Regions from separate parts of the Triticum aestivum genome. Here all the other regions are linked to region 2. The links are chromatin contacts, called in public Hi-C maps. All regions are on one chromosome and are shown on one strand. The core of a region is the stretch at or near the end of the contact, and the rest is flanking DNA. Distances in the headings are between cores, read along the strand shown. Region 1 holds the start of LOC123188066 (probable WRKY transcription factor 3). Region 2 holds the start of LOC123188064 (probable mitochondrial saccharopine dehydrogenase-like oxidoreductase At5g39410). Region 3 holds the start of LOC123188065 (eukaryotic translation initiation factor 5A-2).

Region 1 (2,782 bases), core at 264-2,763, 410 kb after region 2:
GTAAAATTTGAAAAAAAAAATCTAAAAAAATCTATTTTTGTGGAAAACATTGACAAATATTTTGATGCAAAGTTTCATCAGGGAATGACATTCGTGGAAGTCACGGCAAAATCAAAACAAAATCAGCACCCCAAATTGCTTTCATTTTGGAGCATCGTTTTTGTCTTTTTGCCACGACTTCCACGAATGTCATTCCTTGATGAAACTTGACAATCACTCAAAACACTGGTCAATGTACAATTGTTTCATATTTTACTGTTCATGCTATGATCGTATGAGCTTAAACTGAGATGAGGACTTTCCAACATTTTTTTCATGAATGCAAATGATATGCATATATAGGTGATGTTTTTTTGAACATTTTGATATCTTATTTTCCTTTTCTAAGTTAGTATGAATTTGTTATGAAGTTTTTAAAGTGATGGTCAACCGGTTAAAGGGAAAAGGCATAGTGGAACACAACTAGGGGCATAAAATTTATTATCCCAAAGGAAAACAACTTCTAAGAAAAAGTTGATATCACATTCTAGATACATCCTTAGGTGCCCCTTATCACCGAACATGTGTACCGTTAACGGATGACACACTTGGAATGACGATCAATCACGTTACAGTCACGTCTTCAACAAGAACGAGGGCGGATGACACACTATGTGCGGCGTGCGTCTCGCAAACTAAACACTTAAGGCATTGCGTCTCTGTCTCCACAACAGATAATCAAAGTGCCAAAGCACATAATACCTTCATCACAACAGATAAAATACCTGAAATTTAACTTGCACGGACACCTGGCTCAATCTGTTGGTTTGGCTTGCCATGTTTAGAACGAACGGACAAATATCTCCGCTACGGTTTCGGAAAATATCCGAGTTTCGCTTCCGTTTAGGGTTTATAAATATGTTCGACCAGATTTTGCACAAAGCACATGCAAATAAAAAAAAAGAAATAGACGTGCACGGTAGTGATGTACAACTCCTAAGAAAAAGCTGATATAACACTTCGCGCACATCCTTACGAGCCCCTTATCGCCGAACGCGTCTACAGTTAGCGGATGACACATTTGAAATGACAACCAATCACGTTACAATCACGTCTCCAACGAAAGCAAGGGCGGATGACACACTACGTGCGGCGTACGTCTCTCAAACTGAACACCAAGGGATTGCGTCTCTGCCTCCACAGCAGATAATCAAAGTGCCAAAGCACATAATACCATCATCATATAACAGATAGAATACCTGAAATTTAACTTGCACGGGACGGGTACCTGGGTCAGTCTGTTAAGGTCCGGCTTGCCATGTTTAGAACGAATGGGCAAATGCCTCCGCCACGGTTTCCGAAAATATCTGAGTCTCGCTTCCGTTTGCGGGCGGGAGCGACGGATCCGCGGGCTCCCCCCTCCCTTGACGTGGCACGAGCCACCAATCATTCAGCTCCCTCCTTGCGATTCTTGTTGCCTCGCCCACTCGCGCCTCCCGTCCCGTCCCGGGGAATAAATACCCAGCGTCCCACTTGGCAACCAATCCGACAGCAGAAAGCACCCACCCCCTCCCTCCTTCCCTCCAGCCCACTCGCTCGTCGCCGACGCGCGCGTACGCTACGCTCCTCTACTCACCCATGGCGGCGGGGCAGTGGTCAGGCATCGGCGACGGCGGCGGCCTCTGGGCCCCGCCCGCGCTCGACGGCCTCTTCCCCGACGAGCAGCCGCCGCTGGCCGCGTCGGCGCTCGGCTTCTTCGGGGGACCCCTATCCCTCGCGCAGCTCCCTTCCCCTCCGCCGCTCCTCGGGTACCCCCAGGTACCGACGGCCGATCCCATCTCAGCTCCCTCCCCCCTTAATCCCACGCTCGCTGCCGCTGTCCTGTTTGATTGATTATTAATTAACACTACGTAACTATCTGTCCTAGCTCGACGTACTACCAATTGCAGTAATAATTACTATACCACCAGTCCACCAGTATAGTACTGAATCGGCATGAACAGGGTAGATTTCCCTTCTATTGTTTCTGTTGCCAACCCAGCTCCCTCCGCGTTGCTATTTTTAGGCCGCGGGATCGGAATTTCCGCGGCCTGCGGCCCCGTGCTCCTTGGAATTATTGGCCCTGGGCGCCCCAGCCGGAAGGGGACCAGCTTCTCCAGGGACGAATGGCCTGCATTGCACGTGCGTCAAGTTAATCGCGGGTCGGCCTCGGCCCGTGGATTGGTAACTGTCAAGGGCGCCGATGTGCGCCTTCTGCCTGCCGACAGCTGCACATGACGTGCTGGGCGTCCCCATTTTTTTCACGTGCTACCAGGTCGAATTATATGTAGATAAGTAAACATCGCAATCGACAAGGACAGCCAGTGGGCGGGCGATCTTTCCAAGAACCTGATGTTTCTTAGATGGTGGATTAGATTTGTGATTGTTAGACTGTATTTACATGTGTATATTGTAACGTTGTATACCACCTCATTATATATATATGTGATAGGCCACCCCTAAAGGGTTGTGCTGGTTCCCCTCAAAACCTATTGTCTTACGTGGTATCACGCTAGGTTACGTCCGCTTCCGCCTAAAAACCCTAAACCGCCGCCGCCGCCGCCGCCGCCACCGCCGCCGCCGTCGCGCCCGCCGTCGCCGTCGCCCGACTGCTATGACGTCCGCCGCTGCGTCCGGCTCCACCGCCACCGGTTTTCTGCCGGCCTCCCTCGCGGCACTTCTCTCGAGGCCGCTGGATGCCGCCTCCCTTCAGGCGCCGATCGGGACACGGAGCGTCGGCTCCCTCTTCGCGTTCCCGCCGGCT
Region 2 (2,700 bases), core at 87-2,586:
ATGGTTAGCTATAACCGTGGGGTAGTTACAATTCAAAAAGAACTAGTACGTACAGTTTTCGCAAAAGTCTTGTGTAGAAATAGGATTTTCGTAGGTGCAAAGACAAGGATCAGGGATCTGGCCCAACAAAGCTATCAATTAGCAGTGTTACGGTATGTTCGTTCATCATGAAAGTCAGGATAAGGAAAGACATAATTCCTCCTTCTAATTGAATTTATTAGTTTCTACGGGTTTGCTAAAGCACATCTAGATGTGCCATAAGTATTGCACATATAAGTTCTATGTCATTGATTGTACGCGGAGATTTGTGCGGGTATTTTCTCTTTTCTTTTTCCTTCTCTTTTTATGTTGATAGAGTCACTTAGATGTGCACTAACTAGAGCACATCTAGATGTGCCCCAGCTTCTAGTTTCATCCCTATGATGGGGTACTGTTAATCCCCTCATGAATCACTACCATCCAAGCAGATTGCTGTGATGAAATAAGTAAATCAATTCCGAAACTGCAATGTAAGAAATGTAGTAACTCACCTTGGGCTTTGCCGGCCTTGGCCTGGACCGGCGCAGTGCCTGCAGCTCGCTGGCGTTGGCCACGCCGAGAACGGCCGACTGAAACGTGCCGAAGTTCCCGACGATCTTCCTGTCCGACTCCAGGTTGACGTAGGCGACCACGCTCAGCGGCGCGGAGGGCGGCTTCCACTGCCTGGAGTTGAACAAGAACCCGAGCTCCGCGGGGATGGAGTCAAACCCGCAGGCGGAGACAATCAGCGACCCGTTCCTGGCGGCGACCTCGTGGAGGTCGGCCTCGACGCGCTCCATGAACTCGGGCTCGCCGGAGATGTCGAGGCAGTCGGCCCCCGCCTCGGCGCAGGCCGCGGCCACCTGGCGGCCGTGGAGGCGGAAGGGCCCAGCGCAGGAGAGCAGGACGCGCGCCCGCGCGGCGACCGCGGCGAGGGAGGCCGGGTCGGAGGCGTCGGCGAAGAGGATGGGGACGTCGGGGGCGGGCCCCGGCGCGGCCGCCCAGCGAAGCGCGGCGGCGACGCGGTCCCGGCTACGGCCGGCGAGCGCGAGGGTGCGGAGTGGGGAGGAGTTGGGGGGCAGGAACTTGAGCGCCTCGCGGATGACGTACTTGCCGGTGAAGCCCGAGGCCCCGAAGATGACGACGTCGAACACCTCCGGCCCCGGCGGCACCGGCGCCGCCATGGGAGAGGGGGTTTGGGCTCTCGCTCGGGTGCGGCGCGTTGGAGTTGGACTGAGAACTGGTGCGAGGCGGCTTGGCTTGGCTTCTCCTGCTCGGTGCGACCGCTTTTGACGTTGCTGTGGGAAGGGACGCCGTCACGTTTTCAAGCCTGATCTCGCAGCGTTTTGTTGTGCGTAGCTTGCAGGTAGGTGGCTGTTCGCTGCTGGTAATTTGCATGCAATGCGCAGTTGGTTTGCTAGCAGGTGTGGAGCTCGATCTGAAAAAAAGCAGGTGTGGTGTTGCTCGAGCATCAGTCACAATAAGAATATTAGGCCAACTCCATCGCACGACCCCAAATGAACGTCCGCTTCTGTCTTTTGGACGTCCGTTAGAGTGCGATTTGGCGGACGTCCACCTCCGGACAAGCGCTTGGAGCATCCGCGCCCAACGCGTACGAGCCGTCCTGACCTCAAACGGATACGCCCCGTCCCGATCTCCTCCGCCCCGTGCCGAGCTTCTCCGCCTCGTCGCCGTTCCGCCCCGCCCTCATCAGCTCCTTCGTCGCGGCCGCTCTGCCCCGCCTCGCCGCTGCCGCGCCAGCGTAGCAGCTCGCCGCCGTCGCCCCGACCCACCTCGCCGGCACCCTCAGTCGCGCCCTCGCCGGTCCTGGTTGCATCTCCAGCTGCGGCCCGTTCATGGGCTGCCGTCCCGTCGCCCTCCAGCGCGGGGCGCGTCCAGGGGAGCGTGGCGATGTGCAGGGCCGCGTGAAATGTGCGTCCCCACCCCGAGCTCCTCTGCCTCGCCGCCGTCCCGCCCCGTCCTCAGCTCCTCCGTCGTGGCCACCCCGCCACGCCTCGCCGCTGCGGCGTCACGCCTGCGCAGCCACGCCACGGAGCTGGTGCTAGCACGCCGCTGCGCACGCGCTAGTTTAGCTAGCTAGCTACCACCCAGCTGCTGATGCACACGCACTAGTATTAGCTAGCTAGCTAACTAGCATCCAGCTTCTGTTGCGCGCGGCGGCGGGCGCGGGGCGGGCGACTGCGGACGTGGCGGTGGGCGACGGCGGACATAGCGGCGGGCACGGGGCGCGTAGTGGCGGATGCGGCGGCGGCGGGTGGCGGGCAGCCGACGGGGGAGCAACAAGAGCAACAAGGTCGCGAGTGGCTCGGTGTGGGTCGCTGACCTGTGGGCCAGTGGTGGACATGAGCAGACGAGAGGAAGCGAGGAGATCGTTCGTTTTTGTCCGTCCAGGCACATTCATGGCCCAAGTTTGGTCTGGATTTAGAGTCAGGCTGGACTGAAAAGGACGCTAACGGACAACTTTGTCCGTTTGGATGCTCCCGTTGGACCATGTTTTATCCCAAACGAACAACTCTGGACGATTTGAGGTCGTGTGGTGGAGTTGGCCTTATATGTAGGCATGAAACCATAAATCACGAGTGGACATGGTACCACGTGAGGGTGGTATCACACCCGTCCGTTGTGTGTGATGCAGGTCATATGCATATCACTTGTCGGGTA
Region 3 (2,700 bases), core at 78-2,577, 280 kb after region 2:
CCAACTTGATCCAAGATGCATGGGCCCACTTTGTTAAGAGGAAATATCGGTGTCTATAGAACAAATAGCAGTAGGCTGCTATTCATCGTGAATCCCACAAACTCCCAGCCGCTAGATTTAGAAGACTAACGATAAAGATTGATGTTTGAGTTCCATCAAAACTAATACGCTTTATAACAGTATAGATATAACCTGGGAACTGGTGGTGGTGGTGAGTTCATTTCGCACTCCACCCCAACTTATGTAGAACCCACCAGACCCATCCAGTTTGGAAGATTTAACTCTCCACTCCACCTCATTCTCCTTAGTCCCTATCCATATAGAACCCATCAGACTCCTTTGATTTGAGTTTACTCCCTACTCCATCCCAACCCCTCTTATCCATTTAGAACACATCATGCCCCTTAGGTTTCCCCATAAAACCGTAAATAATGCAGTTAGGAAGCTTTGATCCTCACACATGCCTCTACACCCATAACGATAAAACAAGCAGGTTGAGTAAGTATTTTGTAAGTATATGTCAGTGGGTAGTTCTTTTATCATGGCACAACCGAACGAGGCAACCCATCAAGTACAAATAATTCCTGTCATGGCTTCTCCCCAATATGCATCCACCAGTCGCCACTCTTTCCCAACCCCTCTCCACCGGCCGCCCCTTGTCCTAATCAATCTAGCTATGGTTTTGCCGCCACAAATCGGTGCTCGCAAATGCAGTGTTGCCTGCTTGCTTGAGTTTCTCTTTCCGGTGTTATAAGTGCATTGATTGTAATATATACTACTATCAAATTTATTTTAACTAATTTTGTGGTTTGTACTGCGGAAAGCATTATGCTAGTGCAGTTAATTTTAGGGTTTTCATAACCAGCAAACATTCTCTGGAAGGGCATGACACAACAAACTGTTTTATGACAGTTTACGTAGTCGTAAGTTTTTTTGTCAGGCTTTGCCGTGCTTGGCAAAGGAATTTTTCATCCTCACGACAACATAAATAGTGATAAAACATTCATTTTGCCATGCCCTCCGAAGGGAAGCGCTCAGCCAAATAACAATTCCCATTCTTTTTAACCACGTATGTGAATACGCAATCCAACGCAACAATCATCCCAATCTGAGTAGTGCACTCTGACGTCCTCCCAAGGAATCCCTATCCTATCGGAATTAGATATTTGACTTGAGTTTTCTGATCACCGATCAGCGAAAAGAAGCCATAAAAAGGGAGAAGAAAAGCAGAGAAAAGAACAGAGAGGAAGATGCTCGAGCCGCCTCATGGCGTGGTTCGAACGCGAAGATATTCCTGCCTTCCGCAGCCGTACACCTGTAGCCATCCCTCGACCAAACCGACGGCTCCGATCTCTCCACCTCTTCACAAAAGTCCTCTTCCACCGAGACGCGGGCCCTCACCATCTCCAACCCCACCGTCATCCTCAGCAAAGGCAGGTAGGTAGGTGTGGCCGGAGCACGTGCTGTCAGTGCTATAAATGCGCTGGAACCCTAGGATTCGGCGCGAGCTTATCACTTATCATCATCAGCGCCCCTTCCTCCCTCCCTCCTCCTCCTCGCGCGTCCTGATCCATCATCCAGCCCAGGTGAATTCAGGGTATCGATTCAGTTCCGAATTTGGCCGAGCTTTCTTGATTTGGGAGCTTCGAAGCTTAATCTCGTTGCTCGTATTTGGTTTCTTGTTGTTAGCAGGTGATTAAGGTCGCCATGTCGGACTCCGAGGACCACCACTTCGAGTCCAAGGCCGATGCCGGGGCGTCCAAGACCTACCCTATGCAGGCCGGCGCCATCCGGAAGGGCGGCTTCCTCGTCATCAAGAACCGCCCCTGCAAGGTACGGATTTGCTTGCCTCGATCCCGGCTGGATGGTTGTGTGTGTGTGTGTGATCGCAATTCCGATGCTGCTCTTCATGGCCGCCGTACTATGTAGGAATACTGATGTTGCTATCTCCGGATGCTGCTATTTCTGTTTGAGAATGCTTGGGAGCTGTCGTCGGATGGTTCCGTTTCGTATCAGTGTGGATTGACTTGTTGACATATCGGTGGTGACCCCAGGGAAAAGGGTGGAGTTGTTATTTATAGGGGCGGGGAGCTATTTTGACCATGTTCGCCACTATCTGCCCTGCACTGTGCACGATTAATTAGGAGGGTCTTGAAACAGGGGAAGATGTACTATCCCCTTTCCTGTGATCCAAACAAAAATCATGTGATGGGATAACTTTTAAGAAACATGTTTTATTGTACAACCAAACTTGCTAACGTCCATTATTCCTGTAATCTTAATAATATTTTCCTAGTATTTTGCGGGGTAGAAATAGTTTGATAACCAAAACAAAAAAGGGATTTCCACTCAGGCTCTTTAAACTATATCTGTACAGTGGGTGATTTGGCTATTCCGTGTCAGAAAGTTAAGATTGTAATCGAAGTGTAAGGGGCACTGTCGACATGTTTGGATGGAATATGATGGAGATTTTAAGCTTCCTGCATGTGCATAGACCTAACTTCCGAAGGAAACAATACCTTTCTTTCTCAATCTATTGCCTTGACTTCTCCAAAGAAATCCTCGATCATAAATTTGGTCTGTTTCTTGTAATTTGTAAGGGACAATCAGTTAATTGACTCAAAAGCTAAAACTAATTTATCCATGTTTATCTAGCTTGTTGTGCCATGGTGATTGCTGTCCTTACCTTTTTAGTACATA

Evidence for each region. A called contact is a pair of places that touch in the nucleus more often than the background predicts.
Region 1: a contact with region 2 is called in a Hi-C map of leaf, with 7 times the contacts expected there. The contact joins the promoter of LOC123188066 here to the promoter of LOC123188064 in region 2. A contact is called at or near these places in 3 of 5 Hi-C or Micro-C datasets (all in leaf).
Region 3: a contact with region 2 is called in a Hi-C map of leaf, with 4 times the contacts expected there. The contact joins the promoter of LOC123188065 here to the promoter of LOC123188064 in region 2. A contact is called at or near these places in 1 of 5 Hi-C or Micro-C datasets (leaf) and 1 of 1 datasets of contacts at active chromatin or transcription factors (leaf).

The regions. Positions count from the first base shown.
Region 1 is chr2A:146,935,009-146,937,790 of IWGSC CS RefSeq v2.1, forward strand. It overlaps LOC123188066 (probable WRKY transcription factor 3), which reads left to right and starts at 1,514. Exons shown (of 4, transcript XM_044600101.1): 1 at 1,514-1,797. The coding sequence starts at 1,618.
Region 2 is chr2A:146,528,348-146,531,047 of IWGSC CS RefSeq v2.1, forward strand. It overlaps LOC123188064 (probable mitochondrial saccharopine dehydrogenase-like oxidoreductase At5g39410), which reads right to left and starts at 1,337. Exons shown (of 2, transcript XM_044600092.1): 1 at 531-1,337. The coding sequence starts at 1,202.
Region 3 is chr2A:146,807,203-146,809,902 of IWGSC CS RefSeq v2.1, forward strand. It overlaps LOC123188065 (eukaryotic translation initiation factor 5A-2), which reads left to right and starts at 1,328. Exons shown (of 6, transcript XM_044600099.1): 1 at 1,328-1,597; 2 at 1,693-1,833. The coding sequence starts at 1,708.